Linked DNA regions of Sus scrofa: region 2 is linked to region 1. A link is a contact called in public promoter capture Hi-C data. All regions are on one chromosome and are shown on one strand. Each heading gives the region's core, a stretch centred on a gene start, on an enhancer-like site or on the middle of the called end of the contact. The rest is flanking DNA. Distances are from core to core; before and after follow the strand shown.

What was found. Promoter capture Hi-C pulls out the DNA fragments that hold promoters and counts their contacts.
Region 2: a promoter capture Hi-C map of liver shows a contact between it and region 1, with 14 times the contacts expected there. The contact joins the promoter of SLU7 here to the promoter of MAT2B in region 1. A contact is called at or near these places in 1 of 5 promoter capture datasets (liver), 1 of 47 Hi-C or Micro-C datasets (liver) and 2 of 2 datasets of contacts at active chromatin or transcription factors (alveolar macrophages and skeletal muscle).

The regions. Positions count from the first base shown.
Region 1 is chr16:60,269,714-60,273,852 of Sscrofa11.1, forward strand. MAT2B (methionine adenosyltransferase 2B) reads right to left here and starts at 1,930. Exons shown (of 7, transcript NM_001142832.1): 1 at 1,839-1,930. The coding sequence starts at 1,901.
Region 2 is chr16:63,116,108-63,120,246 of Sscrofa11.1, forward strand. It overlaps SLU7 (pre-mRNA-splicing factor SLU7), which reads left to right and starts at 2,319. Exons shown (of 16, transcript XM_003134093.4): 1 at 2,319-2,712.

The sequences.
Region 1 (4,139 bases), core at 680-3,179:
GAGTTAAGGATCCAGCTTTGCTGTTAGCTGTGGTGTAGGTTGCAGACATGGCTTGGATCTGGGCATTGCTGTGGCTGTGGCACAGGCCAGCAGCTGTAGCTCAGAGTCAAACCTGAGCCTGGGAACTTCCAAATGTGCTGGTGTCACCCTAAAAAGACAAAAAAAAAGGGGGGGTTCCTGTCGTGGCTCAGTGGTTAAGGAATCTGACTAGGAACCATGAGGTTGCAGGTTCCATCCCTGGCCTTGCTCGGTGGGTTAAGGATCCAGCGTTGCCGTGAGCTGTGGTGTAGGTTAGAGACCAGGCCCAGATCCCGAGTTGCTGTGGCTCCAGCTCCTATTCGACCCCTAGCCTGGGAACCTCTATATGCCACCGGAGCGGCCCAAGAAATGGCAAAAAGACAAAAAAAAAAAAAGTCCTAGAAAAGGTCAAGAGTGAAACTTCACTAATTATCTAAAGAGGAAATCTTAAATTTTAGTTGCAAACACAATTATACTTGGCTATTTTTAGAAGCTCTTAAATGTGGCAAAGTTTCACATTGATTTCTTTCTCACAACCCTCCCCCTTGAGAAAGATCTTTGAATAAATACTCCTGGACTTTAAGAAACTTTTTAAGATACCTAGGTGACACCAGTCTAACATCCACTGTCACCCTTCTGTACCCTACAAATAGTATTATTACCAGTAACCACTACATCTCATTCTCTAACATAAACTTCGTCTTCATTCTCACGAGTGAGGTTCAATTTTATAGGTTTTGAGAGCAGCAAAAATACATCAAGTTTTGGCTACAATTTTAACGAAGGAAAATCCATTTTCACTGGTCTACTGAACCCCTACTGTGAGAACTTATCAAGCTTTACATACACACATATACATTCATATGCGAGAATGCACATAAACGATATGTAATGTTACTACTCAGCATTGCTTGGGATACACAGAAACAATATCGAGGTTTAAAATAGGCTATCTACCCTAACTCTACCCCCTAAGTCCCAAAGTGATTTGAAAACACTAAATATGCTACATTCCGGAAGCGTAAAAATTTTGCATTATCAGAGATAGCCTTCACCTGAACCTTCTAAGACATATCGATCTGGGCATTAATAATCTCTTTATTCCCAGAGCTAGATATATTCTGTGAACTGGTGTATGCTGGGGGGCGTGGAATGAAACGGTAGAGAAGGGGGCTCTCCAAACACAGTTAACAGCTTTCGTTTATGCAACCTCCGCAATGGTTCAAAGCTTGGGAAACAGACCTGTATTTGAATTCCGGATGCAACCGTACTAAATGCACTTGGGCCAAGTACTCGCCCTCTAAGCCCCAAGTTTTCCTACCTGTAAAATGGAGCAAAACTAGAAACTCACAGTTATAAGGATTAAAGTAAATAATGTACGTAAAGTGCATAATATAGTTGTATGTTTTTAAACTAAGAACTCACTCTTCATCTCCAATCCTGTTCCTATTTCTGAAAGGCCACCCGGCCCCTTTTCAGAGATAGGAATTAAAATCGGAGAATAAAAACAAAAAAGATTAAAAAAAAAAAATCAAAACCGAAACATCTCCGAAAACCCCTCTTCGTTCCTGGGAGGGGAGACAGGAAACTTGAAAATGAAATTCAACTTATCCTGTCGCAGCTGCTAAGAAAAGACACAGAAACCGAGATAAACAAACTCGGCGGCGCCGCCCCAGCCTCCCGGGGCCTCAGCTCCGACTGAATGCGTCTGGAAAAGTACTCCAGCCCCACCACCAGATTCGTCCCCCTCCGCTCACTCGGTTCCCACGAGACGTCCCCCCCCCCCACCCCGCCTCCAGACCCGGGGCCGATTCCCTCACCTCCACTAACTGGCAGTTCCCGGGAACAAAGTGGATAGAGAGCTCCTTCTCCCGCCCCACCATGCCCGCCGTCTTGGCGACGCCGCCGCAGCGTCCGCCACTTCCTCCAGCCCAAGAACGCCGTAAGCCGCAGCTCCAACGCCCTAGGCCCGCCTCCCCTGGTCCGGGCCGGCCCCCTCCCACCGCTTCCGGCTTCCGCCGCCAAGACCGACACTCTTGATTGGCCACGCTCCACCGACGCCCCAAAAAGGGGGCGGGCGCGCTCAGGACGCTCCCAGCCCACGCGCCGACTCTTAAAGGGCTACCTGAAACAAAGGCCTCAGCTTTAAACCGGGACTCTTGAGTTTTGTTTGCGGGCTGGGAGGAGGAACTGGGGATGTTTATTTAGTTTTCCCTTTTCGACTAGGTAAGAATTGAATTGGATCGCCTGGACTTCCAAGTTTGTAGACTGTGCGCAGTGCATAAGGATTAACTGGGCACGTAAAACATAAAGTGGAACAAAACATTTTAAAGATATGGTAGGAGGGATGAGGCAAGGGAAGAGGAAGCACAATTGGACATGTATCCCTAGAGCAATGAGGGATCTTTGTTTTTGAGAGAGAGATTTTATAAAGAGAGGAGTAAAAATAAATGTGTTGACATCTGAGTCATCAGCCTCTGAAGAACCCATTTGTCTTTCTGGGATGCACAAAGGTAGTACGTGTGAAATTCCAAAAATGGCAAACTATTTTTAACTAGTTAAAAATAAAAAGGTGTGGGAGTCTGGGGGTGAATTGTTTGGGTGCCACTTTAAAACGTACGTTCTCGTACTTTACCAATAACTTCAGTATGAGCTGTGGAACTAGAGCCTGGGGCTCCACATTTTAGGGGATATAACTGGAGTCAAGACCACCCTTTGAGAAGCACCGCCTTACAGGCTGCAGCATTTGGCTACACAGCGGCGCCTCTGCTACCTCGGAAAATGAAAGGAACCAAAGGGGAAAAAGACCAACGGATCTTCTACCACCTGTATCACCCTTTTTTTTTTTTTTTAAAGTAACAAATTAAAACAGCCCTAAGCATTGAAGCTGACCTAGCACGCAACCGTATTTTCTTTCAGTTTAAAACCAAAACGTCCCATGCCAGCCGGGATGCCGGTGAAATTTACTCAGAAAAAATCCGAGCATGGACCGTGTAGGGTTCACCAGCTTTCCACTGAACAGTCTGAGTGTTTTTGTCCAGACACACAGAAGACAGAGACTCTAATAAAAGTCGCCCAGAAATGTTGATTACTGCTTGGATTCTTCTAAAACGACGTTAATTGCATAAAAGCTTTTTTTGGTTTCATCTTCCAGCTGAACACTAGGCAAGCAGCCTTTAAAAAAAGTTTTTCCACGTCTCAGTCCCGTGACTTTCTTTCCTACCCAACCCCCACAAGAACTCATTTCCTTATTTGTGTAAGCATCAGGTTTCTTTGGAACAATAGCAGGAGAGCCTGAGGCCCCCCCAACACTTTACAATTTTTGTTTCAATCCCGGCTATAAATCAATTAGCACTGTTAAGAGTCCTAGAGAGGACTGCCCCAACAGTAACCGCGCATAATCTGCAACAAAGAAAAGGTGTCGGTGGTACTGGGGGGAGGGATTCAAGATTCTCCCGATCCTCCTCTCTTTAAAAACTGAGGATTTTTTGTAAAGTTTACAGTGATGCGTTATAATCTCTACAAAAGAAAAAAAAATTGATTGTTCAACGTGAAGACGATTTAAGGATATGCATATGCAATTAGCATTTTGATTCTCAGAGCAGACTTATCTAGAGGAATAAAGGAATTTACTTGCCTAAATTTGAGAATCTGATATGATACTCGCCAGGGGAACCTTGGGTATGATCCCTAGGGGCATATGCTCGTATATGGGTTTTAATCATTCTTTATAAAAATGGAAATTTCAGTGTAAATAAAAACGCTATTATTATACAGACAATATCCAAGTTCACTTAGTGGCTAAAACTATAAATTTAAAAAGAGTAATCTGGAGATAAAGTTTAGGTTAGCAGATTCAATCCATGCCAAAACAAAGAAAGATAAAATCGTTATTTATATATAACTTTCACCTACAGCATTGCATTAATCTGGTAAATGAAACTACTGTTGTTTGGGATTTTTTTTTTTTTTTAATGGAGACTTAGCTGAACTCTCCATACAGGGTTAATAATTAGCTACTTCATTCTTCCAAGTCAAGTCCCAAAGTGATGTTTTAAAGAAAGGAATGACACTCATTTCTGTTTTTTCACACACCCTTTCGGTTTTTATCATTTGTTCAT
Region 2 (4,139 bases), core at 1,069-3,568, 2.8 Mb after region 1:
GACACTGATTGGTAAATTCTAAACTGGTTGATTGGATCACATTTTTGGAGATTACATTTCGGAGTTGTGATTAGGTTAAGTGTTAAATCTAGATCTGGTGTCATGGGCACAAGTGACTCGATTTGGGTCCAGTAGCTTCTCTCTTTAACAACACCCACAGCTTCCAGGTGGGAGTTCTTTTATTTCCTGAGGTCTTTGGGGAGTACAAGGTTAACATCTCCCTAGGGTAAGTCTTCCCCCTACAATAGAAAGCATTATGTCTCACAAGGTCCTGTAGTAACTGTAAAATGCCGCAACCACTCCATCTTTTTTTTTTTTCTCTCTTTTTTTAGGGCCACACCTGAGGCATATGTAAGTTCCCTGGCTAATAATCAAATTGGAGCTGCAACTGCCGGCGTACACCACAGCCCCAGCAACACCAGAACCAAGTCACATCTGTGATCTGCACCAGGAGCTTGCAGCAAGGGGTGTAGGTCATTAAGCCTAGGTGAGTTAAGCTCAGCTCAACCCAATGAGAGGGGCCTGGGATTGAACCGGCATCCTCAAAGACATTGTGTCCAATTCTTAACCCACTGAGCCACAACAGGAACTTCCAACAACCACTCCATCTTTGAGTAACCACTGTTTTCTTACTAAAGATGCCCCTGAATATGAATGGGGATACGTAACTGCTAAATGACCATCGCCACATAACCGCACCTATGTCCTAATTAAGCCCAAGCTATCAAACAATAAGCCATCCAGAACTGATTCCTGCTTCCTTAGATCCCCATCAGAATCCTCCAGGGGGAATCCAAACTTTACAAAAGATTAGAGAAGAATCTTGTCAAGCACACATAATTCCTCTGGGAGATGTGCTCCCTGGTTTGTTCTTGGTGGTTTTAACTAAACAGGCCTTTACACTTCCAAGCAAATTTCAGCAATTGTTTTAAGGAGATAAAAATAAAGCTTGAGTGATTCACAGACTGATCAAGTTCAGACTATTTTCTGACAACTTCTTTTCAACTATTGCCTTGCACAATCAAAATTAATAATTACATTCTTATGCCCTGGACACTGAAAATTAATAAGAAAAAAATAGATTATATGATAATGAGATCTTTTATTGAGACAAGGATGTTAGCTATTTTCACTTTGACATTTGGAAGGAATATATACGTGTTATTTCAAAAAACAAAATGTTGACCAGAACATTGGAGTTCCCGTAGTGGCTCAACGGTTAACTAATCTGACTAGCATCCATGAGGATGCAGGTTCAATCCCTGGTCTTGTTCAGTGGGTTAAGGATCCGGCATTGCCCTGAGCTGTAGTGTAGGTCAAAGACACAACTGGGATTCTGTAGGCCCACAGCTACAGATCTGATTCGACCCTAGCTTGGGAATCTCCATAAAGCCACGGGTGTGGCCCTAAAAAAGCAAAAAAAAAAAAAAAAAAAACTCAGAGAAAGTTCTACTCCAAAATTACTGCTTATTTTCCAGCACTTTATTTCACATTACACTTTAAAGGAAAGTTCAGATGCCATATATATCATTGTTTTGTTTTCACACAACGGAAATCGTTCTAAAGAGCTTTTTTCCTAAGAGTAAAACACAAGATCACTTTGGGGCAAAGTGTTGCAATTACGGATTAGATCCATATATCCTCAGAGGACCTGGTATTCCTTTGATAGCAGCTTTCTACAAATCACCGGAAAAACTTAGTGTCTTTCTCACTCTGTATGATGTAAATTCGAAGAGGGAAAGACTGTGTTTACCACGTCCCCAGCGTGTTACACTAGCTACTAATTAATACTAATTTTAACTCTTTCTTTCTTTCATTTTTGGCTGCCCAACGACATATGGAGTTCCCTCGCCAGGGATGAGAACCGAGCCACAGCTGCGACCTATGCTGCAGGCAGGATCCTTAACCCACCGCACGGGCTGGGGAAGGAACCCGCTTCGCAGCGCTCCGGCAGAAACGCCGCCGGTGTCTCTGAGCCTCAGCAGGAAAACTTTCACTGCTTTTTTAACTTCAAGCACTTCCGCATTCATTTCGTTGCACTTTGATTTCATTTCGTGAAGCATAAGCTGTTGTCTGTTCTCGGCACTAAAACTTTTGTTTGCATGTTTTGTTTTACGTCGTAAAATTCTGCGACTCAAAAAGAAAAAGAGTTGAAAAAGCACAGGATGTAAAATGAGCTGCTCAGGAGTTCCCGTCATGGCGCAGTGGTTAACGAATCCGACTAGGAACCATGAGGTTGCGGGTTCGGTCCCTGCCCTTGCTCAGTGGGTTAACGATCCGGCGTTGCCGTGAGCTGTGGTGTAGGTTGCAGACGCGGCTCGGATCCCGCGTTGCTGTGGCTCTGGCGTAGGCTGGTGGCTACAGCTCCGATTCGACCCCTAGCCTGGGAACCTCCATATGCCGCGGGAGCGGCCCAAGAAATAGCAACAACAACAACAACAAAAAACAAACAAACAAACAAAAATGAGCTGCTCAATTCTAACCCAAAACTAGAGACCCCCTGTAGAGAGGTAGGTACGGATCGAGATCTCGCGAGACCAGCGTCGTTTGGGTGTCCGAGACCCAGAGTCTTTGGTGCGCATGTGTTAGTCGTCCGGAAGGCGCCGCAGTGGGTGCCGGGAGAGGAAGGAAAGTCAGGAAGTAAACATTGACGCTCCGCTTCCTTCGTGTCCGGCTGTTTTGGGGTCAGCAACTGCGCGACTTCGTGACCAGGTGAGGGATTATTGTGAGAATCTGGGGAAGGGGAGGAGGGTGAAGGTGAAGAACTCAGGGAAGTGAGCTAGAGGCTAATACAGATATCTTTACGGCGTTGACGAACGCCAGGTTGAGGAGAAAATGGGAACAGGGGACCGAAAAGGATGCCGCCGTGCTAGGCCTCATACGTGGTACTTGTGCCCAGTTAGACCAGGACTGTATCTTCAGTGGCATGACATATAGTGCTGGTGTTATATTTCTCTCGGACAGTCCTGCATTGGAGGGTTTTAAGCTTGGGTAGTGGGACATGATATGGTTAAATCTGTTTTAAAAAATAGCACTGCAGTGTGGAGAATTAATTGTAGGGAATCAGAAGAGACTCAAAGGAAAGAGTAATAACGTTGTTGAGAGCAGAAGTAGATGAATTTGAGTGATATTCAGAAGGTGAAAATAATACTTAGTGCTGACAGAGATATGGGTACTAGCTAGAACGTTGTTAAGTGATGGATGATGGTGTCTGTCTTTCATCAAGAGAGGGAACAGTGGAGGAGATTAGATTTCAGAGAGAAGATTAAGATTTGTTGAGTTCAGGGAGTTCCTCTTGTGGCGCAGCGAAACGAATCCGACTAGTATCCATGAGGATTCGGGTTTGATCCCTGGCCTCTATCAGTGGGTTAAGGATCTGGCGTCGCCATGAGGCGTTCTGGTTGCAGACTGAGGAGAGGAAAAAACAAAACAAAACTGTTTGTTGAGTTTAGTTTTCTCTGTGGTATATAAGTGGAGATACTTTGAAGCAAGTAATTGTAATGTACTTATCTGAAGCTCAAATAAAAGGTCTGGAGTAGAGAAATAAATTGGAGAGCCAACAGTTGTGTATTTTGGCTGTTGAAGCCTTGGAAATAGATAAGCTTGTCCTCTGCTGGAGTTAAGAGTGATGAAGAAGGCCCTAGGATTGAGCCTTGTGGAATCCAACATTAAATGACTGTACAGAAATGAATGAACTTGCAAAGGAGACAGGAACCAGTTTGGATCTGGTGTGGCTGCAGCATCGGCTAGCAGCTGCAGCTCTGATTTGAGCCCTAGCCTGAGAACTTCCATATGCCATGGGTAAGGTCCTAAAACACTAATATATATATATTAGTGTGTATATATATACATATATACATATGTGTGTGTATATATATAAAAAGGTATAGAACTAAAAAGTGTCCACAGGACTTAACGCATTGACAGCTTAGTGGTATATCTTTGGAGTGGTGGGAGTGGAAGGTAAATCAGAGTGATTGACGGAGGTAGAAGATGAAGAAATAGATGCAATGAATATAGGTAATCTTTTTTTTTTTTTTTTTTTTTTTTTTCTTGGGCCGCTCCCACGGCATATGGAGGTTCCCAGGCTAGGGGTCCAATCAGAGCTGTAGCCGCCAGCCTACACCAGAGCCACAGCA